Regions from separate parts of the Macaca mulatta genome. Here all the other regions are linked to region 1. A link is a contact called in public Hi-C data. All regions are on one chromosome and are shown on one strand. Each heading gives the region's core, a stretch centred on a gene start, on an enhancer-like site or on the middle of the called end of the contact. The rest is flanking DNA. Distances are from core to core; before and after follow the strand shown. Region 1 overlaps NTM (neurotrimin). Region 2 overlaps NTM (neurotrimin). Region 3 overlaps NTM (neurotrimin). Region 4 overlaps NTM (neurotrimin).

Region 1 (2,947 bases), core at 114-2,613:
TTTTCTGTTATTTAACAGTTGTTCACAACAACAACAAAAAGCTTCCTGGTTGTGTTTGATAGAAAGTCCAGGGGAAAAACAAAGTCATTGTTGCCTCCTCTCTATCCCCAAGGAGAATGTGGGTCAGGGCTGGAGCCGGGCTCTAGGAATCCCTGCGAAGGGAGCATTATTAATGTCACCACCACTGTGCCTGCTGGGCTGCTCTGTGCTTCCCCCTTGCACAAGGACCAGGCCCAGCCAGGGAAAGGAAACGCAGGCCATTCCCTCAGAGCCGAAGTTAAGGGAGAAATAATAATACAGGCACAGGAGGACCAGCAGCAGCCAGAGAGGAGAAGTGACAGGGACCGAGGCAAATGCAGTCTCTCCCTGGGTTTCAAGAATTTGAGAAACACACCTCTTAAAGATGAAATCAGCTGTGCCAGAGCGTGAGGCCCAGGAAAACTGGGAGTCTGCTGTATAAATACAGCAAGTGGCTCACACTCATCCACCCAAGTGAGCACTTTTGCAGGCCCAGCATGTTTTAATGGCGACAAAACAAGAATAAAGAATGTAAGTGGGTGTCTGAACTTGACCAACATTTTGATGATGCGATTTTTCCAGTTTCGCACACTAAGAGGCTTCTGTGATTTTGGATTTGTTTTTATATATGACAGATCTCTAGAATGGTAGTGTTGAGTCTCTGGGGTTTTGAGCAGCTTTTTGGGGGCTGCTGGGTGGGTGCTGTACTACTGAATAACTATGAGGTTCTTCTAAAACATCCTCCCAACACTCTGAATTTACTCTGAATGCCAACGGAATTAATCTGATCATTTTAAAGGTGCATGTATGCATGCTGCAGGGTGTTCCTTTCCCAGTTAATTAGTTTGTGACCCTTTTTAAGATATCTCAAGTCTGGGGCTGATTAAGGTTGCACGGTAACTTTGCTTTTTTTCCTAATTTGGAAGCGCGTAAATGGTTAAACGCCTGGCCTGGGCTGGGCTGGTGCACAGCCGGGGACCGGCGCGGCGGGGGTTAAGGTGGGCGCCCGCGCCCTGCGCCCCGCGCCCGCCCGCCGGGATGAGAGCGCAATCCGCGCCGCCAGCCCGCCCGCTCGCTCCGAGGCGGCACCGGGAGAAAGTGGCGGTCAGGGATGGAGCTGCTGCCATGACAACCCCGGCGGTCGGGGCCCGCGCGCGTCGGGGCTGCTCCCGGGAGGAAGGCGGCGCGGAGGCCGGGGGCGGCCACTGAGCTTGGCGTCCGCGCGGCTCCGGTGCCGGCTGCGCCGCGCCTTCCCCAGCGAGCTAGCGAGCTAGGGGCCGCCGCGGTCCGCTCCCGCCGCCCGGCCGCTCCTTCCTCTGCCACCGCCGCAGCTCCTGCCCCGCCGAGCCCGGCCGGAGAGCCGCGGCTGCAGCGCGCATTTGGGCTCCGAGGAAGTTGAGCGAGGCGGCTGCCGCAGGATCCCGGGTCCGGATTGAACGAAGCCCGCGCGGCCGTCTCCTCCGCGCGCCACCCCTGCGCCTCCTGCGAGCTCCACTTCCCATCTGCTATTGTTTCCGATTGTTTTCCGGTGGCGAGCCCGGCTCCGAAACTTACAAAGTGTTGGATTCCCCCTGTTGGAACTGAGGGACTGCAGACCGCCTCTGGGTGGCTGGATGAAGCCCACCCCGTCCCCTTCCGGTACCAAAGTGCTTACTCCTCTCCAAAGTGCCATGTCTGAACTGCCACTGGGAAGAAGCGGCTCCTGAGGCGCGCCCACACCTTTCACCTGCCTCGCGCTTCCCCCTCCTCGGCCACCTTCCGGGCCGAAGCCGCAAGGAGGGAGCCCCCTTTGGCCGCCCGCCGTGGAACTGGTTTTCCGAGGCTGGCAAGCCGAGGCTGGATTTGGGGGAGGAATATTAGACTTGGAGGAGTCTGCGCGCTTTTCTCCTCCCCGCGCCTCCCGGTCGCCGCTAGTTCACCGCTCCGTCCCCGCGCTCGCTCCGCACCCCACCCACTTCCTGTGCTCGCCCGGGGGGCGTGTGCCGTGCGGCTGCCGGAGTTCTGGGAAGTTGTGGCTGTCGAGGATGGGGGTCTGTGGGTACCTGTTCCTGCCCTGGAAGTGCCTCGTGGTCGTGTCTCTCAGGCTGCTGTTCCTTGTACCCACAGGAGTGCCCGTGCGCAGCGGAGATGCCACCTTCCCCAAAGCTATGGACAACGTGACGGTCCGGCAGGGGGAGAGCGCCACCCTCAGGTAGGGAGCTGACATTATTCTACGAATTGATGATTTGTATGGGGTGGGGGTAAGGGGCAGGGGTGCAGGTGTGTGCACTGAGTCGTGCCTGGGTTGGCGGAGAGGTCGCTGGTTCCCTGGGCTGCACAATTTATGGCTGTGCTGGGAGCTCTGCCCGGGAATGTGGCATTCATGGGGAAAGGCTCAGGTTCTGGCGGTGAGCTTTTTCCCAAAAACTGGCCTCTGCGGCTCAGGCACTTGTTAAGGGTGAGGGGTGGCTGGACCAGGTGGTCGCTGAGACTGAGGGACTTGTCCCTGGCACTGTCTGTGCCTGAGCCTGGTGGCCGTGGTGACAGGGGGCTTGGAGGGGCTCCCCGTGAGCAGTCTTCTCTGAAGTTAATGAGTCCCAAAGGAGGGGTCTGGCTTGGAGTGAATGCCCCCACTTGCCCATGCCATGGGGCTTTGCCAGCCCTGGCTCCTGCACTCTGGGAGAGCCGCTGTTTTGTCCTGGGTCTGACTGTGCCCGGGCTTTCCTGGGGTGCCCTCATGGCGTGAGCTGGTAAGCAGACAGAGGTGCTTTCTCCTGTCTGAACGTGGCTTTCTGAGGCCCGAGTCATGGAGTCTGATTTGTCCGTGGAAAATGGCATTTACTGTGGTGAACTGTGTTCTGTTCCTGCTGTCCACCAAAACAGTACGTGCAAAACTCGTCTACTGAAGAGAAACTAGGTTTCAGTGTTGGGTTGGGTCCTGATTGGCTTC
Region 2 (2,950 bases), core at 39-2,538, 220 kb after region 1:
TGTGTGTGTGGTGTGTTTCTGTGTGTGCTGTGTGGTATGTGTGGTGTGTGGTGTGTGTGTGGCTGGGTGTGTGCTGTGGTATGTGGGGTGTGTGTGTGCGTGCATGTGTATGTGGGAGAGATCAACGGGGGTCCCAGGCAAGGGGGATGAGTGGGCTGTTAGCAGAGGAGGAAGCGCAGCCCAGGAAAGGTGCAGCCTCGCTTTCCATAAGCACCTTGGGTCCCCAGGTGCCCCTGCGAGGTGTGGGAGTGGGAGACTGAGTGGGCACGAGGGTATCGCCACCTGGGTGCGTGAATGAGTGCAGAAATACAAACAGCTGGGAGCCAGAGGATCCTGAGTCCATCAATTCTTTGCAGAAGAAAAGTCTGATGGATTGAAATTGTCAGCACAAGAACACTGTGAACAATAGCAGGGAGATACTGTTTCTCTCCAGCCCAGCTGTGGTGAGTTACTTCTTAATGGCAAGGTAGGGAGATACACACCAGGGACAATCCTGAGGGTGACAGGAGATGCCTGTGCCAGTTATTTATTATGGGAGAGGAAGGTGTTCCTTCTACTTTTTTTCCTTCCATCACCCACTTCTTTTCTGTGATAAATGGGGGCTGAGCTGTTTGTGTTATGCAGAGGCTGACAAAATGAGGCGATCAGATTGGAAATCAAAGCTCTCACCATCGCTGGCAGTGTGCCGGGGACTTCGCGGCCACCTCCCGTGGCGGGGGCAGGAGGAGGGGGAGGAAGCAGCAGCTGTCATTTCTTCCCTAGGAGTTGCTTTTGGTTTTACTTTTATTTCTCCCAAGAGGAGAGGAGCTGGAGAGGGCAGCCAAACTAGCACAAGAAAGAAAAGGAGAAAGAGGGCAAGAATGGAAATGCAGGAGAAAGCCCTACCAGGAGGCAAGGGGAGAGGGAAGCGAGAAGGAGGGAAGAAGCCTCCAGACTGCCTTTTTCCGATTTGTGCTGGCTGCGACCTTGCAGCCTGTTTCTCTGCCAGCTGCCCCTCCTTCGCTGTGAGAGGTGTTTGTTTTCCGTGACTTGTAAAGCGTGGTTTCATTTACAGGGTGAGTTGGAAAGGATTCAAGCATCTGCTCCTTTCAAATGTTGGGAAACTGAGGCACGGCACATTCACTTGCTTCTTTCGGGCCTTATTGTCAGTCTTATGATCCTGAGAGTTCCAGAAACTATTTCCATCTCCAGCTTCCAGGAGGAATAACTTTTTCAGGCCTTTGCTTTTCTAGTGTGTTCTCCCAAAACACCTCCTATTTCAGACTGCCCCCCAGAGTCCCTGAGCCTGAGTCGTACGGGTTGACTCTGCCCTCTGGTGGATCGAAAGGTGGTGAATGAGGCGGAAAAGGGAGCTCATTCCAGAAAAACATGCCCTGGCAGGCTTCCCAGGAAAGTCTTTGGTTAAAGCAACCCGAACCCAAAATGAATACAGCTCAATATGCTGTGATGTATTAATACCCTGATAAGCGAGTCAGAATGTGTTTCCAAATAGACCTATTACATAAGTGGCAATAAATACTAACCCATCTCTCACCTTGCTGCGGTGAGCGCAGAGACAGGGATCTGTAGTGTGGGATTCCAGGCAGTCTCGGCGATGCTGACCTTCTGACGGATGGGGAGTCCTGAGCCCTCTATAACACAGGTCCCCTGTGACATCCACATCGCACAATCATGCCCTTTGCCCACCTTTTTAATGACTTTCTATTTTGTTTTACAACCAGCAATCTGCTGCATGTGCTGGTCAACAGTATGTGTCTTTTCTGCTGTGGCTTGCTGCCTTGGATGCTTTTATGGGCATTGATTCCCTCCACTGCTTCCCCAAAGAGGTTCTTTTCCTTGAGCCAGAGCGGCATTCCGGCAGATTACAGTGTCTGCCACTCTGCACTCCGATTTATTGCCATCCTGGGTTTTATTCTCTCCTACATTCGCAGCCAAGCCTCATTCATTTTGTTTTCTGGGGCGAGCAAATGGAAGAAGTTGCTATTAATAGGAGAACGAATGTCATGCCGGCAGACTTAGTGAAGTCTGACTTTATAGTCTGCGAGTCCCAGAGCCAAGCTCTTGTCTTAGATCCACCCTTCCCCATCCAAGGGACTGAACCAAGTGGGATGCTGGCCTGGGCGTTGGCCCTCTGAAATATTTACACTCTTCTGGCGTTTGTCAACAAAGGATATTCTCATATTTGGGCACTCTCATCCATATGTCCTCTACTTTTCCCTGTGACCGTCAGTTTACATTTGGCAGAAGGGCTATCTGGGGTTGTAGATGAAGTCTGAGGGCAGGTGGCTGGGGAGAGGATGCTGGAGAGGAGAAGCACATGGCAGTGGTATAGGATGGTTTGCTTCTCAGCTTTCCCAGACACTGAAGTATGTGAATCCAATTAAAGTTGTTCTGCGAGTGGTTTTTTACATTGATAAACATGTTTACTAATCATTTATCACAAATTAAATAGTAGAGCAATTTCTAAACAATGTCCTGCAGATAATGAATGCCTTTTGAATATGCATACAAAATGTTACATCTCAACTGTTGCTAGTCCCGTTTACTCTCTCAGCTGTAGAATTTAGAAGCTGCCCAGGGACTGTAGAGAGCACGACATCAGATGTTGCCTCTCCAGGGACCATCCTCAGATCTTTGCGGACTGGCCCCAGGCTGTCCAGATGTATATCTCCTTCATGCAGAAACAGGAGCCTCAAAGAACCTTCCAGTGGGTTATAGTTGTGGGTGTAGTTCACCCAACCAACGTAACTTGCCAGGGGATCACACAGGTACAAGAGGCTGATAAGGTCAGAAATCACTATTGACAGTGTGGGAATTTTTCTTCCGGATGAGTTGGTGTCACTACTCCCAGCAGGTTATTGAGTGAAGAATTCTCTTTAGAAAGTGCCCCTGGAAAAGTGTGGTTTGCAAAAGAATTGCACGCGCGCGTGTGTGTGTATATGTGTGTGTT
Region 3 (2,700 bases), core at 113-2,612, 210 kb before region 1:
TTCGCCTTCACTTAATTCACTTGGTTTGTCATTTTTCCTTTGTCTCAGTGTCATCCACCCAAACCCTACATATAAATGCCCTGGTGTTCCCAGCTGGGCATTGTGGCTGCAGAGACAAAGCCTCGGGTATCTTTTCAATGAGCTGCAGTCACTATGGAGTGTCTCTCACCTCCCCTCTCCACTGTCATTTCCTCCATAATTGATTAGAAACTGGAAGCGAGAGAGGAGAAGCTATGATTGCTTTTACAGCCTGGGTCTGCAGGTGGAAGCACATTCCTGTTTAACTTCGTCTCTGGAGACCTGTCTCTGTCAGGAAAAGGTGGCAGAGTATTCATGAGGTATAGCAGACTTGTGTCACTAGGAGAGAGATTGCAGAATCTGGCCTCTCACACTATTCTTGGATGCTTGGTCACCCACCTCTCCCCAACTTTCCTTTTCTCCTCTGTCACATGGATCTAACACTTGTTCTCCTCCCTGCCAAGGTTGTTGAGAAGACTAAATGAGATGGTATTTGCAGATGCTCACTACATCATGTAGAGGCCTATTCAATGAGAACATGCATTTAAAGCACTTAATGGTGCCTTACATATGAGAACTGTTCAATAAGGACCATTATTATTAGTGAGAATGTAAGTAATTGTGATGACTTGTTACCCTCGCAGCATCTACTCTTCCTCTAGTTCCCAAGCTGCATATGGTTTTCCTTCAACATTTATTGAGTCTCCATGGGCAGCACTGTATTCTATCTTAGGGCTATGGTGATTTTTACAAATGCGAACAAAATGTCATTGCTGGGTCTAGAAGCTGAGTCTGGTGGGAAAGGACTGTGACAGAGTGGGAAGCAGGACTTAGGTCTGCGTCCAACTCGGAGTAGGGGGAGGGAGTTGCCGGAGAAGGCCCGATGGATGGAGAAAGTGACATCCCTCTGGGTTCTGAAGAGCTTAGCCCCTTGCTTGGTGGCGGGAAAGGGCGTGCAAGGCTGAAGCGGGAAATGCAAGGAACGACCTCAGGCAGGACAGGGAGCTGGGCCTGGGAACCGCGGGCTGGCACCTCCGGAGGACGGGCCCAGAGCCGAGAATGGACGTGTGGACAGAGGAGCTCTCACCGAAGGAGCAGATTTGGTTTTATGCCAAGACCCTGAGCTTTTCTGAAGGGCATAAAGGCTTTTAAACAGGATCAGGTGAGCCTGATGATCACTCAGGACTGAGTAGGGGGTGAATGCAGAGGAAAGATCAGCTGACCGTGTAGGAATCTGGAACTCGCAGGGAAACTGCCTGCCCTCGGACCCGCTCAGCGCCCTGGCAATCTGAACGCGGCCTGGGAAGGGAGGAGCCAGCAGAGGGGCCGTCGGCGAGCCATGAAATTGCGAGCTGCTGCCACCAGAGGGCAGTGTTGGATGGGCTGCGAGGCGCGCCGCCGCCGGGAGGTTGCAGGGGGGAGCTGTCTGCCAGAGGAAATACACGGTGCGTAGTGCAGGACATTCTCACCTTAAAATGTTCTGGGTCACGGACAGGCTGAGGATTTTAGGACCCACCCCCCACGCCCTGGAAAGAAAAATCTCTGTGACGAGATATGCACTGGGTTTGTATGAGAATTCAGAGCATGGCCTTAGTGTCTTGGCCAGGCACCCAGATGCCACCTGCACACCTCAGGCTTGGTATTGGTTTTATTGTGCTTGTCCTAAACCTAGCAGCTCCCCCTGAGATGATGTCAAGGACTGGATTGGGGTAGCTCAGAAAGGTTTCCTGAATGAATGACTTTACACAAACCTTCATGCCGGCACATGTTTTCATACACATTGTCTCACTGAATTTTTAGAGTGATCCTAGGAGGCACATATTCAGGTTTTCTAAATGCAATTCAGAGAAGTTACATGATTTTCCAGGAAATGAGGTAGTCGGGTTTTGGTCCAAGAGCTCAGACACTTTCCTCTGTACCCACCAAATCTTCTCAATCTCCTTTGTCCTTTGAAGTGGGGTGTTTTTCTCTTCCACAAGTGTCCAATCTGTGAATAGAGCGTGTTTAGGAGCAACTTCACCTACATGCCCACCTTGAGAACTAGGGGATGGAGCAGTGGGTCGGATGGAGAACCAGAAAGTCTGAGCATTTGTCGTAACAGAGGTCTTACATGGACGTTTCCCAAGTAATCCTTAAGGCAACCTCCTGGGTAGGATTATCATCCCAATATTCCATTGAGGAAAGAGGCTCGGAGAGGTAAACTTCCCCAAGGAAACACAGCTAGTATCTATCAGAGGTCTATGTCCCTTCACACCTGTGCTCTGGACTCTGCTCCTGCCCCGAGAGTGACAGCAGCTGCAGTGTGTGTGCCGCTCGAAGGACAGGGCTGGAGTGCATGAGAAAAACTGGACGTGTGGTGCAGAAAGGTGCATGTCTAATTATCATTGCAATAAACTAGCTTCTCAACAGAAAGTGGTGTTGATGTGATAGACTTGAAAGAACCCACAGCCAAAGGGAGCCGGCCCCTAGGGGAAGGATGGCTAATTGTACTTGGGACAAAAAGAGCTATTAGCCTCAGAGAGAAGAAATTTCCTTGGCAGTATGGGGTGTGGGGTGACGTTGGGTGTTCATTGTCGTGTGATGACTGGAGAAGGATGACACAGCACAAGACGCACCCGGGGAGGCCAGCAGGAAGGAGAGTTGAATGCAAGCCCAGGAAAACAGGGCTTGATGATATGGTTT
Region 4 (2,773 bases), core at 260-2,759, 160 kb before region 1:
CTGAGTCTTTCTGCAGAAGCTGTTCTCTCTTCCAGTTGCCAGCACACATATCTATGCCTTCAGGTTGTGTCTCGTACATCGTTCTCCTGTCAGCCTTCTGCTTGCCATTCAAGCTACTGACATCTTAATGAAGCTCCTCTTGCATTCCTACTAAATGCAGTAGCTTTGTAGCTGGACTCTTGGCCTTCGTTATTCTCCTTCCATACCCCTGAAATCATCTTCCACATCTGAGCCGAGTGGTGTAAATAAAATGCAAAATAAACCATGTTGCTTCTAAATGTCAAACACTTCTGTGGGGTCACATGGACCATAGGGTGATCTCAAGCTTTTCTGGATCTCGGGATCCAGAGAACCTTGTGTCACATGACCTCTTAAATGTCTGCCACTGCCAGCCCTGCCTCTCACTGGAACTGCCAGCAACAGCAAGGGAGTTTCCTGAAAGCTCCATGCAATTTTTTCATGTCTCTGCCATTGACATTGTATTGTCTTTGCATGGAATCCCCTCCCCCTGTTCCTTAGTCTGACAAGCTCCTCAATATCCTGTGATCCCAGGAATGCCTCCACCAGGACACAACCAACACATCACCACTGTGTCACCATGATTGACAACAGGCCCTCCACTGCACTCGCCAGGCACCACGACACCTGCCATTGTGTATTGTGACTTTAGTATTACCTGATACATCTTTCTTAGCAGAATCCATTGATTGTGTTCAAGAAGTTTTGATGTCACTGTTCATACAAGATAAAGGTGCCATAAGCTAAATTTGTTCAATTAGGTGTTAGAATTGTACATGCTTGGTCATATAGTTACTCAACCAAGTCTGTTAAGGCTTTACTATGTGCCAGATACTCTAGTAGGTTCTGGGTGCTGTAGTGGCAAAGTGGTTCTCGGTTAGGCGTCCAGGTCACGTACCATGTAGTACGTGACGGTGGACACACGCTTGCCACGCGGTCACTAGGACCCTGGACGTGTCTGAAAACAGTCGCGGAGCAGCAGATAATTCTGGATTCTCACCAGCAGGGGTCAGTGCAGCTAAGCAGACGCCGCACACCCGGCTAACATGGAAAGGCATTAGCCGCTCGGTCTTGAATTAATACCGTTCTAAACGTTTTCTATTTATATGTGAAAATTCACATTTCTTTGCCTTTTGGGACCAGTCTAGATCTATTCATTCTCCTTTAATGGCTTTGTAAACACTGTGCCTTCCATGACCTACCCCCTTCTCCCCGTGCCCATCCACTGCCTCTTACTCCACGAAGTGATTTTAATTTGATTGTATTCGTTTCCTATAAGGAGAGAGGCTCTGAGTGAATCACACATCGGTTCAAATGACTTTCTGTTTTGAGAATGTTCCCAGGGGGGTGCAATTCTTTTAATTTATTTAATCCGTTGTGCTTTTTCAGAATGGCTCTCCTCTGCAAAACAGATGGGAGGGGACTGCCCGGCACTCCTTCTCTTTCTCTCCACTCCCCTGGAGGCTTGGCCTCTGGACAGAAAGCTTGCAGAAGTGTATGGGGCTGGACGGTGCCCAGTGCCAGGCGGCCCTGCTCCTCTCACAGCACAGGGGCTTTTGACATCAGAGGGGCCCCGACTCGGCCTTTCTCTTGGGTGCACCTCTGTGGCCTGCCTCCTCATTTTGTTCAGACAGAAAAGAAAGGACATAGAGCAGCATATGTCCTCAGCACTTAGATCATGACCATTGCACATAAATAATCAACACTCTTTGGGCACCGTGATAAATCAACAGTTGAAACAGTAGTGGGCCCTGGAGAAGCTACAACAGATGCAGCCAACTTTACTTCCGGATGAAGTCATTCTGAATCAACTCAGTACTGAAAGTCCAAAAGTGATCAGGAGCACAGTGGTACAGATCACAGGGACCTGAGTTTCAACCCCAGCTTAGCCACTTCCTAAGAATGTGACCTTGGATGGATGAAGATGTGTAAGACACACTTTCCTGGCATGTAATAAGGGAATAATACTGATACCCACTCCCAGGGTTGCTATGAAGAGGAAATGACACAGAGCTTGCAAAGTGCTCAGAGCTGTGTCTGGCACCGAGTGAGCATCCAAAAATGGCAAGAAGAATGCATGTCCTTATGACATTTATAGGCTACATGCTATGGGAAAATATGATTTTTCTTTTAATAATTGAAAGAATTTGACTTGCTAGATGGTCCCTACCTTGATCCCTCAGCCCCCGGGACACACCTCTATTGTTGACTTATGTCCCTGCTTTGTCACTGTTTTTTTGTTGTTGTTTGTTTGTTTTGTTTGAGATGGAGTTTTGCTCTTGTTGCCCAGGCTGAAGTGCAATGGCGTGGTCTTGGCTCACTGCAACCTCTGCCTTCCAGGTCAAGCGATTCTCCTGCTTCAGCCTCCCAAGTAGCTGGGATGACAGGTGCCCACCACCATGCTCAGATAATTTTTTGTATTTTTAGTAGAGACAGGGTTTCACTATGTTGACCAGGCTGGTCTCGAACTCCTAACCTCAGGTGATTCACCTTCCCCAGCCTCCCAAGGTGCTGGGATTACAGGCATCATCGTTTCATATACAGGATACCAGTACATTTTCCTGTTAGCTGTGCAGGGCAAACACCGAATCTTAAACGTTCCTGTGTTTCTCACATTGGGCAGATTTCCTGGATGCAGCAGTTGCTCTGAGAGTGCCGGATGAAAGCAAGCTGGGCATGCTGTCTGGGAGCGCTGTGAGCCTTGGTTTGTTTCCTTACAGTCCCCCTGACCTTAGGTGGCAAGCACCTGCTTACA

Evidence for each region. A called contact is a pair of places that touch in the nucleus more often than the background predicts.
Region 2: a Hi-C map of fibroblasts shows a contact between it and region 1, with 2.2 times the contacts expected there. The contact joins two enhancer-like sites. A contact is called at or near these places in 3 of 14 Hi-C or Micro-C datasets (fetal cortex germinal zone, fibroblasts and liver).
Region 3: a Hi-C map of fibroblasts shows a contact between it and region 1, with 2.6 times the contacts expected there. The contact joins two enhancer-like sites. A contact is called at or near these places in 2 of 14 Hi-C or Micro-C datasets (fibroblasts and liver).
Region 4: a Hi-C map of fibroblasts shows a contact between it and region 1, with 2.0 times the contacts expected there. The contact joins two enhancer-like sites. A contact is called at or near these places in 2 of 14 Hi-C or Micro-C datasets (fibroblasts and liver).

The regions. Positions count from the first base shown.
Region 1 is chr14:132,149,743-132,152,689 of T2T-MMU8v2.0, forward strand. NTM (neurotrimin) reads left to right here. Exons shown (of 12, transcript XR_013404437.1): 2 at 2,125-2,209. Among named protein-coding and RNA genes, the nearest start is that of NTM, 540 kb to the left of the region's middle. Within about 2 kb of position 1,364, at least 8 of the 40 cell types and tissues checked have an H3K27ac peak or open chromatin away from gene starts, as enhancers often do.
Region 2 is chr14:132,366,218-132,369,167 of T2T-MMU8v2.0, forward strand. The region is part of intron 2 of NTM (neurotrimin); the gene reads left to right. Among named protein-coding and RNA genes, the nearest start is that of NTM, 750 kb to the left of the region's middle. Within about 2 kb of position 1,289, at least 10 of the 40 cell types and tissues checked have an H3K27ac peak or open chromatin away from gene starts, as enhancers often do.
Region 3 is chr14:131,937,334-131,940,033 of T2T-MMU8v2.0, forward strand. The region is part of intron 1 of NTM (neurotrimin); the gene reads left to right. Among named protein-coding and RNA genes, the nearest start is that of NTM, 320 kb to the left of the region's middle. Within about 2 kb of position 1,363, at least 6 of the 40 cell types and tissues checked have an H3K27ac peak or open chromatin away from gene starts, as enhancers often do.
Region 4 is chr14:131,989,257-131,992,029 of T2T-MMU8v2.0, forward strand. The region is part of intron 1 of NTM (neurotrimin); the gene reads left to right. Among named protein-coding and RNA genes, the nearest start is that of NTM, 380 kb to the left of the region's middle. Within about 2 kb of position 1,510, at least 6 of the 40 cell types and tissues checked have an H3K27ac peak or open chromatin away from gene starts, as enhancers often do.